Linked DNA regions of Sus scrofa: region 2 is linked to region 1. A link is a contact called in public HiChIP or PLAC-seq data. All regions are on one chromosome and are shown on one strand. The core of a region is the stretch at or near the end of the contact, and the rest is flanking DNA. Distances in the headings are between cores, read along the strand shown. Region 1 overlaps SLC9A9 (sodium/hydrogen exchanger 9). Region 2 overlaps SLC9A9 (sodium/hydrogen exchanger 9).

Region 1 (3,076 bases), core at 184-2,683:
ACCTTGGAAAATCTTTTCATGTTTATGTTTCCATATTTTCTCATTTTCGAAGCCTGGCTAATCCTACAAAGTGACCACAGGACTGGGGTATGGTCAGCTGAGGCTTCAAAACACTCCAGCTGCACGTCTCCAAAATTGTTCTGATTTGCTAATGAATCTGGACTTTTATGCAAAAAATGTATACGTTGTGAGTCTTGAAAACCTGGCCCATTTAAACTATAGTTTTCTTTCTCTCTCAAGGGTACCAGTTGCTTTCTGTTCTAGTCAAACAAAGTTTAGGCTTAACACACCCCAGAGATTCAGCGAAATCAGCAAGAGGGCGGAAATGGTTTTTTAAAAAGCTGTGGTTTCACAGGCTTGGCAGGGTCAGTCTTTTTCTTGACGCTGCCCCACCACTGCACGCCCCAATGGAAATGTCCCACGACTTTCCAATGGTCCACTTGGTCCCAAGCCCACACTTCTTCTGGATGATTGCCTAACACTTCAGCGTATAAAACGGGCTCATACAGCTTTGTTTCCTTAGCACTTAGCACACTGCCCAGAACGTAGTAGGTGCTTAAGAGAGCCAGTCCAACAAATGAAGAGGCAGAAAGAAGTAACATCAGCAGCACAGAGGAGCCAACATTTTCCAGAAGGGAAACAATACTGAAGGGAAAAAGTAGATAAAAATAAAGTGTTGATGCCAATAAATATTGAAAGGATATCAAGTGAAAGGCTGAAAAAACCAATAAGGAGATGCAGAAAAAGCCAGAAGACCTGAGTGAGGTTTGTGTGGGTCAGGAAGGAGGAGAGGGCCCCTGAAACAGCCATAAAAAAAGGGGAACATGACCAGAGAGAAAGACTAAAGCAGTGACTGATGAGGGACTGAGGGAAGTTGAAAATGGAGGAAGGGAGTAAAGGCAGGAAGAAGGAGGTGGGGAGAGGGAGAGTTGTCATGGGGACAGACCCACCCAGGGGCCTGGACAATAGGTCCCCTGGCTGAGGACAGACAGGAGTGGTTCAGGTCTGAATGAGGCAGAATTGGAGGGAAAAGCCAAAACGATGCAAGTGAAGTGGGTCACTGTCAGGGTTCATCCTGTTTTCTGGAGTTGGATATTTTTAAATTACATAATCCTCTTTGTTCTCCGTTATCCTCTCAGTCCCTCCCACCTTACAAATCCACCTTAGTTAAGCCCCAGACAGCCACTACCAAGACCACGACTCCTGGCAGCACTCCCTGCCCTCCCTTTCCAGCCGCCACATCCTGCCCCTCCCCCTCCCAGCAGAGCCTCTACTCCAGCTCCAGGCATTTCCCCTCCTGACTCCCAGGCATTTCCGCCAGTGACACATGGACTCTTAAGCTGACTTCCTGTCCCCACAGACCCTTCTTCCTCCAGGGCCACTGCCAGCCTATCTGCAGCCTTTGTGCAAGTTGGAAAAGGGAGCCCATGGGGTCTTGGGCAGATGACTTAGAGCAAAGTGCAGGTAGACTAAAGCAAGACTTGTGTCTCAGAGCCAGAGATTCTACAGAGAAGCCCGTGTGTGGTGTGGGAGGGCTGTGTGTAGAGAGGTGTTTGGGAAAAGCTGCTCATCGAAAGTGATATTTGAATTGAGATTTCAATGATGAGCAAATGTTTTCCCTGTTCCAGGTGGTTTTGGGGTGGGTGGGGGAAGGTGGAATAAGGGGAGAGAATGGCTTTGGCACAGGAATCGTGTGTGCAAAGGAGCAGAGGTGGGAAACAGTATGACTGTCAGTGTTGCTGGAGCGTTTGTGTGAAAAGCGGTTAAGAGGCAGCCCAGTGGTGGCAATGAGGTTAGAGCAAGTAGGAAGGACCAGGTCATGAAGGAACATGAATGTCAGGCTCAGAACCAGATGTCACTTTACAGGAAAGAAAGAGTGTCTGGTTTTAATCTCAGGTGAGATGTGAGATTTGCATACCTTACTTTGAAAAGATATTGTCATTGGTTTTTTATTTGTTATTATTTTTTATTTTTATTTATTTTTTGCTTTTTAGGGCCGCACCCACAGCATATGGAGGTTCACAGGCTAGGGGTCTAATCGGAGCTATAGCTGCTGACCTATGCCACGGCCATTGCAACACCAGATCCGAACCACGTCTGTGACCTACACCACAGCTCACAACAATGCCAGATCCTTAACCCACTGAGGAAGGCCAGGGATCGAACCTGCAACCTTGTGGTACCTAGTCGGATTCATTTCCACTGCGCCACCACAGTAAATCCTGTTACTGGTTTTTTATATATGAGCAAACTCAGCCTCAAAGGGGTATTTATAAATGACCTGCTCCATGCCTCACAGTTAATGGCAGAACCAGTTTTCGACCCCATTTTTTGTTGTGCTAAACCTGGAAGTCCGAGTGACCTCTGAAATTTCCCTTACAGAACTTGCTATACCCATCTCACCTCCCTCAAAAGTCAAAAAAGACTAGATTCAGGCCAGTTCAGATAATGCCCCTTGGGCCCCTAAAGAGGTACTTTTAAAAATCTAGCTGCTTCATTTCTTAACAGAAAGACTATTCATACAGGGTTCGTCTTTAGAGAGCCAAACCAAAAATACTCCACTGGGCATTTATTGGCACTGATTTCCAGAAAATATTTATATCGTCAGCTGAAAGAGGGAAAGAGGGCAATTGGGAGAAAGGGGACTTAGAAGTCCCTTAGTTCTTTGTGGGAAGACAGCAACTATGGTCGATTCTTAGTGGCCACTGGAACGGTGGCCACTGGTTTTGGCTTGTGACTTCAACATAAATTCATAAATTCATGAAAACAAAAGGGAATGTCTTCAGTGTTTTTTTCCTTTTGTTGCCTCCTGTGCACAGGTGGATTTCTATCAAGCACAGGCCAGAGAGGAGAGAGATGAGAAAGAGCCTTGAAAATCCAATTTCTGAGTCACTGGTGGCTGAGCCATCCAGGAAACACCCACCTTAACAGTCATGCCTGGGAAGTGCCTTCATTACCTCCAGTGGTGAGAAAGTGAACCCCTAGTCTAAGACATGAAACTGAGAGAGGAACCCTAAGTCTCTTTATTATCTGGAATTCTACAAGGGAGGCAGTTTGGGATTAGAGGAGATGTTTA
Region 2 (3,076 bases), core at 171-2,670, 430 kb after region 1:
CAATCCCGCGGCATATGGAGGTTCCCAGGCTAGGGGTCGAATCAGAGCTATAGCCACCAGCCTATGCCAGAGAGCCACAGCAATGCAAGATCCGAGCTGCGTCTGCGACCTACACCACAGCTCACGGCAACGCTGGATCGTTAACCCACTGAGCAAGGGCAGGGACCGAACCCGCAACCTCATGGTTCCTAGTCGGATTCATTAACCACTGCGCCACGACGGGAACTCCGGATCTTAAACAAATTTAAAGATGCTCAGCCCTATTCACAATGAGAAATGTTAATATTTTTACCTATCAAAATGGCAAAGATCAGATCAAAAGGTCTATAGAATGGAAAAGGCCTCACCCATTATGTTCCACCTGGAGCCCTGATTCCAAGCACACATTATGTAATATTCCAGCTTGAACCTCTATAACAAAATACAATACACTGGGTTGCTTAAGCAACAGACATTTATTTCTCATAGTTCTAGAGACTGGGGCATCCAAGATCAAGATGCTGGTAGATTCCACTCCTGGTGAGAGCCCTCTTCTTGGCTTGCAGATGGTTGCTTTCTCACTGTGTCCTCATATTGGCAGAGAGAGAACAAGCACTGGTCTCTCTTCTTCTTCTAAGGACGCTAATCCTATCACTGGATCCTATCTTTATGTCATCTTCTAAATTTAATTATCTCCTAAAAGATCCACCTCCAGATACCATCATTTGGTATGGTATCTGGAGGTAGGTCCTTCAGAATACCATGGACCCACATGATAAGGCTTCAACATATGAATTTTGGGAGGGAGACACAAATAGTCCATACATCACAACAATGCAAAGAGGCAAGGGAATCTCATACCAGGCCTGAATTATAATGGCTGAGAGTACCTGTGGGGAACAAGAAAGCAGTATTCTCTATATAGAACCAATGTCCACTGAGTTTCAACCATGTTAAGGAGGAGGTTTTTTGTTTGTTTGTTTTGTTTTGTTTTTGTCTTTTTGCCTTTTCTAGGGCCGCTTCCCTCAGCATATGGAGGTTCCCGGGTTAGGGGTCTAAACGGAGCTGTAGCTGCTGGGCCTACACCAGAGCCACAGCAACACGGGATCTGAGCCATGTCTGCAACCTACACCACAGCTCACAGCAATGCCAGATCCTTAACCCACTGAGCTAGGCCAGGGATCAAACCTGCAACCTCATGGTTCCTAGTCAGATTCGTTAACCACTGAGCCACGATGGGAACTCGAAGGAAGAGGTATTTTTTATGATATTTATTTTCTTCTTATGACATGGGTGGTACTCTGATTCAATCACATATGGTGCATGGTGTGTACCAGAGAAGGGAAGTGAAGCAGTGACTAGATTGCCTTTTCATATTACCACTATCCTTATTAGTTACATACATGTACACACTGACAGACACCCTGACCCTACGGAGAGTTAGGTACCATGGGGGAAAGGCTGACATCTCAAGCTTGAGAATAAAGAGACTGAATGGAAATTTATCCTCTACAATGAACTGTCCCATTTCAGGCTAACTTGTGATTGAAAACCCAGGAAACTCCTTAATTATAACAGGAATTTTATTGACATTGGGATGGACTTAGTTAATAAGACATTATGATTTCTTTTCTATTCTGATTGCCATTCCTTGTCATGTTTTTGGCTGCGAAAGTAGCAGAAACTACTCAGACTCTTTTCTGCTATTGTCATCACTTTTCTGCAACCAGTAGAAGACTTCAACTTCTCTCTTCACTTACCAGAGGGTGGAGAAATGACCACATCCCTTTCCTAAATTAGTAGACAGGAAGAAGCAACCTCCTTTCCAGACTTCCATCCAGTCTGGGCAGCAAAAATAGAAGAGGAAGTGCTCGAGGAGAGCCAGACGGGCTGCTGAGACATAGCTGAGCCTCCAGCATAAGTATATGGGTCCAAGGCTGCTTCAGAGGATCCCCAGAGAGAGAGAGAGAGAGAGAGAGAGAGAGAGAGAGAGAGAGAGAGAGAGAGAGGGAGAGAGAGAGAAAGAGAGTGTGTGTGTGTGTGTGAGAGTGTGTGTGTGTGAGTGTGTGTGTGTGTGTGTGTGTGTGTGTGTGTGTGTGTGTGTGTGTGTGTTGGGGAGGCAGCAGAATGCTTCACATGAATCCCAGAATGGCACACACAAGATTCAGGCTGCTGGCAGCCTTGGTGAGACTTTGCTGCCAAGACACGTAAGATATACAGGTGAAATGTATATCCTGAAGTCCGGCCTATGGTGTCTCTGTGAATGCTAATTGCCCAGATAACATCCAGGAGGCCCCTTACCCCTGATACCCTGGTGTTCCATAGTCTCCTTGGACATGATCCCTGAGAGAGATGCAGTCAGCCACCCAGACAGGATATTAAAGCCTCAAAACAGAAACCCATTTTAGTAATAGGAAAGAGAGTCAAGGAAAATTTATTTCTGGTATACTCAAACTTATGGATTAAAAGACAGTATAATCAAATATAGATATTTGAGAAGAAAGGTTCTAGGTGGAAGGGCTTCAAATTCCAAGTTGAGTCATGTGTAGTTTATTCTATAAGCCCAAGGACTCCATGGTTGTTTCTGAATTTTCTCTCCACCTTGTTGTTACCTGAAGTGGAAGCAGGTTCTGAAAGGAACTGTAGCTCTTAAACCCTACTAATTAAATACTTCAAAAGGCCTTTTCACTTCAAAAGAAGAGTTCTGACCACTATTGTGAAGTGCTAATTAGCAAGCTGACTGGTTGTTCCAAAGTCTAGTTTTCGGAAAATTGTCAGATCAGAGCTGTGACTGGAAACATTAAGAGAGACATTACTGCCCCCAAGAGGTCCTAACCAACAGATTTTGATTTCAGAAGTTTGTCATTAGCTCCTGTAGTTCCAACAGCAAATTCCATGAAAATAAAGTTGATCTTCACTACATTAAATAGTAATACTTTAAAATTATCATTGTTGGAGACCATGGTGGGTTTTGAAGTTTGTTTTGTTCCACTTTTTGTTTTTTTAATTTTGAGTGTGTGCATGGCTCAAATCACTAGCTCTACTGGACCAAGAATTCTTTTTTAGTAGCGGTTGTATATTAATATTCGCTGTAACT

What was found. HiChIP or PLAC-seq counts read pairs in DNA pulled down with a chosen protein or histone mark.
Region 2: a contact with region 1 is called in an H3K27ac HiChIP or PLAC-seq map of alveolar macrophages. The contact joins two enhancer-like sites. A contact is called at or near these places in 2 of 47 Hi-C or Micro-C datasets (both in embryonic fibroblasts) and 1 of 2 datasets of contacts at active chromatin or transcription factors (alveolar macrophages).

What each region holds. Positions count from the first base shown.
Region 1 is chr13:84,002,333-84,005,408 of Sscrofa11.1, forward strand. All of the region lies in intron 17 of SLC9A9 (sodium/hydrogen exchanger 9), which reads right to left. Among named protein-coding and RNA genes, the nearest start is that of CHST2, 190 kb to the left of the region's middle. Within about 2 kb of position 1,434, at least 15 of the 83 cell types and tissues checked have an H3K27ac peak or open chromatin away from gene starts, as enhancers often do. A contact at or near this core is called in alveolar macrophages, where this site is marked.
Region 2 is chr13:84,434,896-84,437,971 of Sscrofa11.1, forward strand. All of the region lies in intron 7 of SLC9A9 (sodium/hydrogen exchanger 9), which reads right to left. Among named protein-coding and RNA genes, the nearest start is that of C13H3orf58, 200 kb to the right of the region's middle. Within about 2 kb of position 1,421, at least 10 of the 83 cell types and tissues checked have an H3K27ac peak or open chromatin away from gene starts, as enhancers often do. A contact at or near this core is called in alveolar macrophages, where this site is marked.